4 separate regions of the Mus musculus genome follow, and regions 1, 2 and 3 are each linked to region 4. The links are chromatin contacts, called in public capture Hi-C and promoter capture Hi-C maps. All regions are on one chromosome and are shown on one strand. The core of a region is the stretch at or near the end of the contact, and the rest is flanking DNA. Distances in the headings are between cores, read along the strand shown. Region 1 holds the start of Cysltr1 (cysteinyl leukotriene receptor 1). Region 2 overlaps Gm5127 (predicted gene 5127). Region 3 holds the start of Pgk1 (phosphoglycerate kinase 1). Region 4 holds the start of P2ry10b (purinergic receptor P2Y, G-protein coupled 10B).

What was found. Promoter capture Hi-C pulls out the DNA fragments that hold promoters and counts their contacts. Capture Hi-C pulls out chosen DNA fragments and counts their contacts.
Region 1: a contact with region 4 is called in a capture Hi-C map of macrophages, with 3 times the contacts expected there. The contact joins the promoter of Cysltr1 here to the promoter of P2ry10b in region 4. A contact is called at or near these places in 3 of 39 promoter capture datasets (HPC-7-derived erythroid cells, cranial neural crest and pre-B cells), 2 of 484 Hi-C or Micro-C datasets (both in group 2 innate lymphoid cells), 3 of 115 datasets of contacts at active chromatin or transcription factors (embryonic stem cells, microglia and pro-B cells) and 4 of 9 other capture datasets (adipose tissue, embryonic stem cells, liver and 1 more).
Region 2: a contact with region 4 is called in a promoter capture Hi-C map of pre-B cells. The contact joins the enhancer-like site here to the promoter of P2ry10b in region 4. A contact is called at or near these places in 6 of 39 promoter capture datasets (the C10 cell line, cranial neural crest, embryonic stem cells and 3 more), 2 of 484 Hi-C or Micro-C datasets (the C10 cell line and pre-B cells) and 1 of 9 other capture datasets (adipose tissue).
Region 3: a promoter capture Hi-C map of liver shows a contact between it and region 4. The contact joins the promoter of Pgk1 here to the promoter of P2ry10b in region 4. A contact is called at or near these places in 5 of 39 promoter capture datasets (the 3T3-L1 cell line, the C10 cell line, cranial neural crest and 1 more) and 1 of 9 other capture datasets (liver).

Annotation. Positions count from the first base shown.
Region 1 is chrX:106,602,250-106,604,949 of GRCm38.p6, forward strand. Cysltr1 (cysteinyl leukotriene receptor 1) reads right to left here and starts at 1,430. Exons shown (of 4, transcript NM_021476.5): 1 at 986-1,430. All of the region lies in intron 1 of Gm5127 (predicted gene 5127), which reads left to right.
Region 2 is chrX:106,622,498-106,625,197 of GRCm38.p6, forward strand. The region is part of intron 1 of Gm5127 (predicted gene 5127); the gene reads left to right. Among named protein-coding and RNA genes, the nearest start is that of Cysltr1, 20 kb to the left of the region's middle. Within about 2 kb of position 1,359, at least 24 of the 459 cell types and tissues checked have an H3K27ac peak or open chromatin away from gene starts, as enhancers often do. A contact at or near this core is called in pre-B cells, where this site is marked.
Region 3 is chrX:106,185,686-106,188,385 of GRCm38.p6, forward strand. Pgk1 (phosphoglycerate kinase 1) reads left to right here and starts at 1,415. Exons shown (of 11, transcript NM_008828.3): 1 at 1,415-1,630. The coding sequence starts at 1,566.
Region 4 is chrX:107,147,661-107,150,360 of GRCm38.p6, forward strand. It overlaps P2ry10b (purinergic receptor P2Y, G-protein coupled 10B), which reads left to right and starts at 1,267. Exons shown (of 2, transcript NM_001122596.1): 1 at 1,267-1,487.

The DNA.
Region 1 (2,700 bases), core at 180-2,679, 550 kb before region 4:
TCTTAAAGCAGTATACAAACAGATCCAAGTTAGATGCCCTCTAACTATATGGTAGTTTGATCTCCTTGATTTCAAAACAATTGCAGAGACAGGGATTTAGAACCACTGAATTTAAAAAGGTAGTGCCTGCCAGTCTATTTGCATACCATTGAAAATAGCTAAGAAGACAAAAAAACGTTCTTGTCCCATGTGGTTGATTAAATTGTATGACTTCTTAGTCTAATGTTAACCTAGTGAGTTTAGCCCTAAGTTACAAAGTAGGTCATAGGTATTTCTACTAGTTGTCTGTAAGTTGATAGGGCTTTCTTTCTGTAGTCTTGAGTCAAATGGCCAGTTTCTAGCAGCGTGGTGTGTTGCAAGGAAATTCCTTAACCTGTCTGAGTCACTTTTCTCTTTACCTAAGAGAGGGGCCTGGGGGAGGGTAGAATGAGAACTATGATGAGAATGAAGGAGTGGGGGAAAGAGGGACATCCTGTCTCAATTATAGGATGCAAAGAAGGTGAAAAGTGTGAAACTTTGAGCAGGATGTAAAGTGAATTAAGTAAGAAGAAAACAAAGCATGAAAGTGCCTCGTGAAAAGTCTAGGTCAGCCCCCAACTGGTTGGTTTACGTGCAGCAGCAGCCGCTGAACACATTCTTTCCACATTTAAATCTGCATTACAGAAGCTCCAGGGTAGCCTTAAGATGGGAGCTTGAGGCCGATTTTGCACTTCTGGCTGAGTCGTAAAGGTGCTGGAGGCTTGAGGAATGCCACCTCAACAGTTTGCCATTTTGAGCGTGCAACAGAGGCAGTGAGCTACACTTGCTGACAGGCTGATTAGACGATCAGAGCTCTGGCCAAGAACCAAAGCCGAAAGAATGCAGATGTTCAGATTAGCAGCTTAATTCAAGGCAGATAAGGCAGGGCAGTTATCCACAATCTCTGAGGCATTTGGTAGAATCTGCCATCAGTTCAACTTTGCTCCAACCAACCCAATTTTCTTACCTGCTGATTCCAAGCTTCACAGTTTAAGGTCCTTTTGCTCCCTGAAGCAAGATCCAAATCTTCAGAAATTCCAACCTGCTAGTCTCCTGGTGAGCTAACCCTGGATGGTGAGCTGCAAATAAGTCTGGATATTCGGGATGGTCCACTCCATTCACAGGGCTCCTGCTCTTTAGGAATGTTTCTTTTCCAGAGGAGAGAGGTCAGGCCATGGCACATTTGCTAGCCAATAGACCTCGACTCTTCTTCCTGTTTCTTAGTACTTCTCAAGCCGCTTCAACCCCGCCAGAGTTTGGCTTCCCTGGTTTAAAGTGGGGGAAGGGAAAGAGCGGAGAGGGAAGAAGAATAGAAACTGGAGACTTGCACGTAATATGCACAAATGAGTGTTTATCTCTGGCTACTGCAATAGAATCCTCAGGAAGTCATGCAGCTGCTCTGAGGTGGGAAGTAAGGAGGAGTGTCTGCTGTTCAGCTTACTTCTCTCTGATTTTTATGACTGGAGGGTGCTTAGGCTATTTGTAGGCGGGGAAAAGATAATCCTACCAGTATATGCTAATATATCTGGCATTATGTGAAACTTGATCTTAAGATATACTTCCTCTTTACCTCTCTCCTTCCATATATCCTCTCTCCTTCACAGGCTGTATGTGTGTGTGTCCCCCTCCTTCATGAAATTTGTGATTCTATAAGAATTTTGAAAAGCATTTTTCTTTTTGATTGTCTCATATCCTAGGAGGAAAAGGACATGCCAATCTAGAGTGTGCTAATTAGAACCTGAGGTGTGATTTGATGTTGAAGACAAATTGATAAGATTTTGAAGTAAACTGGGTGAATGAACTACTTTGAATTTTACTATGAAAGTCCTGTGTTGGGATACACACACACACACACACACACACACACACACACATTGTGTAAACGTAGCCTTATTATTAATAACTAGTTGGAAGGACTTGTAAATGTCCTTATAACAGTGGCTTTCTGGCCAGTTATGGGCTACAAGAAAGAAATTTCTCAAATTTTCCATCTTTAGGCAGCCTAATGACTTTACAGTCACTCTTTATCCTCTTCCACGGAATCCTTGGATGCAGTGGTAATGATGATGCTTGGGAGAAAAGGTCGTCCAAGAACATTTAAAAGGGAAGCAAACATTTGGATTCAAGAGCAGACTTTAATCCTATCTTGGGAATTTTATTGCTATTTTAGCCAGTATTTATTCAATGGAATTGAGTTTATAAGAGATACAGAGTATAAAGTTTTACTTCCCCTCCAGTATGTGTTGTTTTCAAGGAGTTTGAGTTATGGCAGAAGGGGTATTTTTTTTTAGATACTGAAGAAAAGTGCTTTAAGATAGCACCACTTGGGGCTGGTGAGATGGCTCAGTGGGTAAGAGCACCCGACTGCTCTTCCAAAGGTCCAGAGTTCAAATCCCAGCAACCACATGGTGGCTCACAACCATCTGTAATGAGATCTGATGCCCTCTTCTGGTGTGTCTGAAGACAGCTACAGTGTACTTACATATAATAAATAATAAATAAATCTTAAAAAAAAGAAAAGATAGCACCACTGTTGGTGTAGCATCGAGGGGGTGCCCCCCCCCTCTGACTTCTTTATTTCTTTAGTTGTGTCTCTGTTCCTGAGTGATGGGAAGAACAGGCTTTCCATCAGCTCTGACAGGGCTTCACTTTCTATTAGCTGCTCCAATCTTACTGTGTTTT
Region 2 (2,700 bases), core at 109-2,608, 530 kb before region 4:
CTTAGAAGCCTTTGAGATTATTTATTAATTATAAAAAAAGAATAAATTGTTTACTGTACCCTCAGTTTAAGAGAAGTATGTAAGAATGTAAAACACAGTTTAGAAAAAGATTCCATCTAAAATTGTCAAAATAAAGACTATTTTTGCTTCCAGGGAGCCATGAGACCACAAGCATGAGTCACCATACCTAGTAAAAAGTATGTATGTGAAAAACTACAACAGACTTCACTATTAGTGTCACCACGAGAGTAAGCTGTTTGATTTGGATAGTGCTGAGTGTCTACTTTAGTTCCTTCCCTTTTGTTCAGGTACTTTTTTGATTTCCAAGAAGAATGCAATTGCATTTTCTAGTTTTTTAAAGTTCTTGGAACTCACACCAAGATTTAGGTCATTGTAGATTGTGTGTGTGTATGTGTTGTGTGTGTGTGTGTGCATGTGTGTATGTGTGTGTATGTGTGTGTGTGTGTGTGTGTGTGTGTGTGTGTGTGTGTAGTGAGATAATGGATAATGACTTGGCTAAATTCTTGGTGCATCTTGTGGGTTTTTAAACTCAAAGTGTGTTAGAATAAAATGAGATCATGGAGGTAAAAGTACTTATCCTAGTTTACTTTCTGTTGCTGTGATAAACACTGTGAACAAAAGCAGCATGGAGAGAAAAGGGCTTATATCAGTTTACAACTTACAGTCCATCATGAGCAGAAGTCAGGGCAGGAACTCAAGGCATGAACCTGAAGGTGGGAACGGAAGTAGAGACCATGAAGGACTACTGCATACTGCCTTGCTCTCCATGGCTTGCTTAGCTTGCTTTCTTATACAACACAGGTTCATCTGTTCAAGGGTAGCACCATCCACAGTGTGCCAAACTTTCTCATGTCAATCACTAATAAAGAAAATGTCCCACAGACTTGTCTAGAGGTCAGTTTGATGGAGGAATTTTAACTGAGATTTCCTTTTCCAGATAACTCTAGTTGTGTCAAATCAGCAAAATGAACAACCAACCAACCAACCCAACCAGCCCAGAACTTTATCAAGTTTAATGTAAAGTGTTCATTATTTTTTATTATTGCAGGGAGTTTGAAATGAATTGCCTATCAGCTAAGGTCACATGATCAGCAATAGGAATTTAAATTACACACACAGAGGAAATAATTAAAACTGTCCTCATAGGTCAAATGAAAACTAAACAGAAAATAAGAAAAGGTTGAAAATAAGGTTGTGGTAAAGTGTACAGGTAGAACATTCTAATAACTAGAATTAACTGAGAGGAAAAAGAATTGCCAGAGATCAAAGAGGAAGCCACTCTGTGTAATATATAGATAAAAACAGGAAGTCCTTTAAAGAGAGGCTGGTGAGTATCATGTGCCAAGAATTCAAAATGACAGAAAACTGAGACGAGTCTCTGGACGTGATCAGCAGCAGGATTATAATGGAGGGGACCAGCTGCAGTTGAGGTTAGTGCCAGATGCTGCAGGAAGAAGGATCACTGAGAGAAACAGGAAATGAATTCTGCTTCTTGGAAGACTTTGAGGGAAAGTGCACTTCGTTTATAGTGAGCATGCTTGACTAAAAGGAGTCCATTATGCTGGTTATGTTGTAAAATGATTATCAGGACAAACCTGACATTCTTTTGGATATTTTCTGAAGCTTGGGAGATATGACATAGAAAAAAGGAGTTTTGTACTTTTTTTGTGACTATGGTTTGAAATGCTGTCTTGCAATGAGGTGGGGAAAGTACATCGATAGCTGGGATTTGAATGAAAATAATGTTTTTTTTTTAATTTTTTCTGGATAATTGCAAAATCTTTTTTTCTTGATATTTTAGCCCTTTATTACTTTTCATTTTTTTCTGATCCTATTTCCTCTTCCTACCTAGTTTCCTAGAGGCAATTTCAAGAAAATGATACGTGCCCCCTTCATCGACCATTACTAGTCATTAGCTCCTGAGGAAGAGATGGGACCTCATAGATATCTCCTTTACCCACAATGGAAAATTTCCTTAGCTTCTATGTACTCATGGTTGCAAAGGTGATGTCATGTTGGGATGGCAGCATTTTGTCATGCTCTTCTCCATCTTTTGGCTCTTAATTCCTTCTGCCTCCTCTTCTTTGACATTTCCTGGGCCTTTGTGGGGAGTGATGGTATAGATGTCCTGTGATATGTGTCTATATTAACTGTCACCCTCTGCAAAAAGAATCTTTTCTGCTCCACTACTTGTCCATGTATATAAACACAAACATTTAGAAGGTAGTTCATTCAGTGAACCATGTGAGTGTGTTACACCCTTGGGTCCATGCCCTCCATAGGTATTGACTTTTGACTGGATTCGTAGTACCTTGCATGGAGCAGATCTCTAATCCAATCACAAAAATGGTTGAAAATAAGGTAGTAGGGGGCTGGAGAGATGGCTCAGCAGTTAAGAACATATTCTCATGCAAGAACTCAGTCTAATGTCTGGCTTCCACGTGGTAACACACAACTATCCATAATTCCAGTTCTGAGAATCTGACACCCTATTTTGTGGGCATCATACATGCATGTGTTTCACAGATGCACATGTGAGCAAAACACTCACACACATAAAATAAATAAACCTTTTTAAAATTTTTTAAAACATTATTTATTTATTTATTTGGTTTTTTGAGACAGGGTTTCTCTGTGTAGCCCTGGCAGTCCTTGAACTCACTCAGTAGACCAAGCTGG
Region 3 (2,700 bases), core at 165-2,664, 960 kb before region 4:
AGGGAAAGGTGCAGACCTCAAAATTTATGGCTTTTTTTTCGTGTGTGTGTGTGTGTGTGTGTGTGTGTGTGTGTGTGTGTGTGTACTTAAATATGTAAGGACAGCCTTCTCAGTCTGTGTAAAGTCGCTTGTATGTATCCGATTTCAGACTGCACTACTGCTATTGGATAACCATGGGGGCTCTCAGCATTCCTGCAGTCCTTTGTCTCTTCCATGTCACGTGGCTCCTGTTACCCAGTTCTTTTTCCGTCCTCTGTTCTCTTAAAACTGTTTCCCTTTCCTGGACCTGTCTCTCCTCTCCATGTATATGCTTATATAAAAAGCTGCATAGGATAGAAAACACATGGTATTGTCTTTCTGAGTTACTTCACATAATATAGTAACTTCCAGAGGTGCTTTGGCCAGTCACTCCTGGATATCTGCCAGTGAGAGAGGTGGAAAGAAAAAACCAGGAGAGTGAACAAGGGCTTCCATTTCTCATGTGCCCTTCAATTTCCTAACTAGTTGTCCTGTCTCAGACCGTCAGGCAAGCACTTTACCACTGAGCACCGTCCTTAGCCCAAATGAGTGTCAGTAGAGATTTAAAGTTTTGTTTTTGTTTTTAAACAGTGCTGGAGATTGGATCCACGGCCTCTGGCCCGCATTTTACCACTGAGCTACACTCCCAAAGCAGTCGAAATCACAGTGGCCCAGGATTGAAATGATCACTTAGATGCTTTGCAGTCTTGATAAGACACTAAATCTTTGTCTATCAGTTACTTCATCTTTAATAACAGAACGTACTTAGGAATTTTATGAGCATTGTTAGTTAGCATGACACATGCTATATGTATTCGTCATTATGAATAATGTAACCACAGCAATTACATTGTACTTTTTATTATAAAAGGGGGGAGGGGAAGGCCTGGTCCTTTTTTAACTTCTGAGAGGTTTCGATTACTAAGTAAGACCTTATGTAGACTTCCATTTGGGAGCTGAGAAAGCAGAGGATTCCAAAAGGGGATGACATTTGCAAAGGTCTAGAAAAGGCGCCTGGGAATTCTACCGGGTAGGGGAGGCGCTTTTCCCAAGGCAGTCTGGAGCATGCGCTTTAGCAGCCCCGCTGGGCACTTGGCGCTACACAAGTGGCCTCTGGCCTCGCACACATTCCACATCCACCGGTAGGCGCCAACCGGCTCCGTTCTTTGGTGGCCCCTTCGCGCCACCTTCTACTCCTCCCCTAGTCAGGAAGTTCCCCCCCGCCCCGCAGCTCGCGTCGTGCAGGACGTGACAAATGGAAGTAGCACGTCTCACTAGTCTCGTGCAGATGGACAGCACCGCTGAGCAATGGAAGCGGGTAGGCCTTTGGGGCAGCGGCCAATAGCAGCTTTGCTCCTTCGCTTTCTGGGCTCAGAGGCTGGGAAGGGGTGGGTCCGGGGGCGGGCTCAGGGGCGGGCTCAGGGGCGGGGCGGGCGCCCGAAGGTCCTCCGGAGGCCCGGCATTCTGCACGCTTCAAAAGCGCACGTCTGCCGCGCTGTTCTCCTCTTCCTCATCTCCGGGCCTTTCGACCTCACGGTGTTGCCAAAATGTCGCTTTCCAACAAGCTGACTTTGGACAAGCTGGACGTGAAGGGGAAGCGGGTCGTGATGAGGTAATTCCGTACTGCTGCCCTCAAGCCCTCGGGGCCACATTCTCTCTGGCCGTGGCAAGCACGGTTTTCCCATCACCTTAAGTTGCACTTATTTTTCAGCTGGGTCTTGGGGGTCCTGGGTTTGGAGGTTAAGGCTGTTCCTCTCACCTCATTGGGGCGGAGACTGTGTCTGAGTTTGCTTTTCTGCGTCCTAACTGCTTCTAGCTTAAAAAGCGACCAAATGTGTCCTTTAGGGAGTTGATCCCACTGATAAAGGGCTCAGATTCTCAGGACTCAATCTTTTTCCCATTTCTGAAGTGCAGTTTCATCTCTTGTAGCGAGAATGGACGTAGTACTTATCCTGCAAATCTCTAGGCCCCTGCTGAGGGACCTTGAAAGGTCATTTAGCTAGTTTCCCTTCCCCCAAGATTCTTGGACCATCCGTGACGAATCCGAAACCGCCCACGTTTCATTGGTCCTGGTACAAATGATTTCTTTCCCAAAAGATGTTGCTCAAAGTCCTCTCGAGTGGAGGTCCCTCTCCCCAAAGAATTGTGGGTGGGAGGGTGAGGCCCACTGGATGAAGCTCTGTATGGCTTATATAACAGGCCTCTGCTGCCCTACCTTGCGGTTGGACTCCTGGCCCTGGGGTTTGCATCAGGATTGTGACACATGCAGGGTGTGGCCGCCGGGAGTTGGAGGCCTGTAACCTCACTCGAGAGGTGGCTAGAGAAGCAGGATGTCAGAACTGAGGAAGGCTCCCACGCACGTGGCACATGTGGGTCCCAGGTCACTGACTTAACTTGGCTTCTCCCTTACCTGAAAGAATTACTAGGGTGTATGCGTCTTCTCCTTTTTGCCTTTCATAATGTATACTTTTTTTTTTTTGCCAGGAGTCAAGGATGATGGTTAGATACATAACTGATGGGCCTGGTTGTTCATGTAACAACTATAGGACCCAAGGATGGGAATTTTTAAGGGCCATTGATGGTCGCAGTGACTGACTACTCTGCCTGCTTGACCTTCTTTGGAAGTGGATGACTGATTGGCAGTAATCCTGGTCCCTTTGAAGATTTGGGCCAGTTCAAGTG
Region 4 (2,700 bases), core at 17-2,516:
AGAGATGTAGCCAGCAGTCGCCTGGTTCATCAGGTTTCAAGGGGGGCAGGGAACAAGGACTCTTATCTCTCAAGTACTGGTAATTTGAGTGGTAATTTGGTCAGAAATCTAGCCTCATGCTACCTATCTTCTGAGTCCCTGAGTGCATTTGAATGAAAGGATAATAGTCTAATTTGCTTATTACGGTGAAAAGGTGCAGAGGAAGGCACACATCCATTGCTGATTTTGGATATAATATAACCAGTCACTTCTAACTTATGCCCCTTTGGTTCCCTTGCCTTAGAGCATTGCACATTAAACTATGAGTGAGGACAAAACAAAACCGATCAAAAACTTTCTCCCATAAGTTGCTTTTGTGGGTATTTTATCACAGCAATAGGAAAGAATCTAAGATATCCAGGTACTAATTCTGGCTTTGCTTGCTTTACTTTTTAGGGTAATTACTTCTTTTTTCCTTTTGAGGCTTCATGCCTCATAGCAACATCATCCTCATTTGCTTTTCCTGATATAATATAAGAAAATAGAAACTGCTATATGAAAAGGGAAAGGTACAGAATAAAATACATTTCCAGGGATCCTCATAGTGTCTTAGTTACTGAAACTTTAAAAGAGTAAAACAAAGGTCACTAAGGAGGAACTTTCAGTTCCAAAGCTTTGCTTTTGTTTTACTTCATGTTTTTAAATGAAAGTCTGCAAGTGACTACTACCTAACCATTTTAGTGGGGCTATAAGATTACAAAATCCTAAAAGGTTGTATTTGAGATCCTTACCAATCCATTCTGAGAAACTGTAATGCTTTTCAGGCATTTCACTTCTTCTCCAGATATGCTTAAAGCTACCCTAATAATATCTTTACAATATAATTTTAAGAACTTAATGTGTTACTATTGTTTAAGTATATGAAGACACAATTCTTAACCTCAAAGAAGACCACAAATCACACATTAGGTCATCTCTTTTATGTGACCTTACTAATCACCACCTTTTTGGTGATTTCAAATTCTTCCATTTGGGTGACCAATAAGATTTGTCCTAACTCCCAAAGAAGTTTTTATTATTACCATTGCTTAATTCCTAAAACAGACAATATGGCAAAATGTAGCTAATTTGGAAATATTGACCTCATATAGCCAGCCTGAAAATCATATGTGACTCAGACATATGCCTGCATGCTCATAGAAAGGGGGGGAAAAAAGGAAGAAGAAAGATGATGATAGAATAAGTTGGGCGTGTGCATAGCAGGAAGCTCAGTGCATTCTTGACACATTCTCTTTCGAAGTACCATAGCAAAGGCACATGACCGTTTATGTCTTTAGATGGAAACATTAGCCATTGTAGTCATGGGATGTAATGATATCTAGAAGCACAGTATCTTTTATAAGTTTAGGAAACTGTGGTGTAGTTAGCTAGATAGTAGCCTTCTGAGTCCTGGGAATGGATTTCTCTAAGAAGTAGATGCCGGAAGATTGCAGCAGAAAGAAGCCATGGTAAGGAATTAAATATGATGGGAAAAAATGGGGAATCAATATAAAATTGATACTTACTGCTTTCTGTAAAAACGCAATTAGGATTTTATAAACATAAGAATTGATTTTTCAATGGTAAATAAAATTCTAACAGTTAAACTGGCTTTTTGCATAGCCCACAATTTAAATGTTCAGAATAGACTGAGACAACGACTGTAATACGTGGCAAATTAAAGTCAGATACTCTGTTCCTGATTGAAGAAGTGTACAAATCATGGAAACTCTGAATTTATCAAAGCCAAAATTTGAATTTACTTTGCCCACAATATCCTCTGAGGCAAAGGCTTTCCCAAACAACTGAGTGATGCTGACAGACAGTTCTACCTCCCATTAGAGGTAAACGATTTTGTTTTTTTTTCCTGTTTTGCTGAATAAACTACGTTACTTCCTCTTCTAGCTGTAAAAGCCTGCAGTTCACTACAGGATATCTGGGTAGAAAGGGTAAGGTTCTTGGCTTTCTCTTCATACATTCAAAAATAGAACTAAAAAGCCTCTGTGAATTGAAAACGACAGTGTGATTTTCTGCTGCTTCCACTGAAAACTTAATTCTGAGTCTGCTAATATCTTACCTTTGGGGGGATATATTGTTATGAAGAATGGAGACTTCAGTGAGGTAATATCTATTTATAAGTTTAAGTGGTTAAAATGTTCGCTGAAACTGCTGCATGCTTTCTGAGAGGAAATGTGGCTGTCTAGATAGAAAGCTCCTTTCTCTACAATTTAGCATGCCACTGACAAAAACCAGGGGTTCAGACTTGTAGTAAACATTGCTTCTAACAATTCTGTGTTAAAATTGAGATTGTGGTTCATTAAATGCATTTTTGTTAGTGTGAGCCAACGGGAGAAAATAAACTTACAATTTTAAACCCATGGTTTGTGTCAACCAAATTAAAGCAGCATTCAAGTAGTAAATGCATCTAAGTGCCTTAATCTTTTCATAAGATGAGACTTGACATGTTTTCTCAGATTGGGACATTTTCCATGCATGCATTTTCCGGTGGGATGTGATGGCTTCAAATAGCACAAAAGGATTTTCATCAAGCCCTAGAACTTAGCACAGCTGTCGAGTCTCAATGGGGCTGATTCTCAGCTTACGATGAACATTTCTTTGGATGTATTTTTAATTTGAGAACATGGGAAGCATTTTCAGAAGGCGTTCCAAACATTTTGCTGT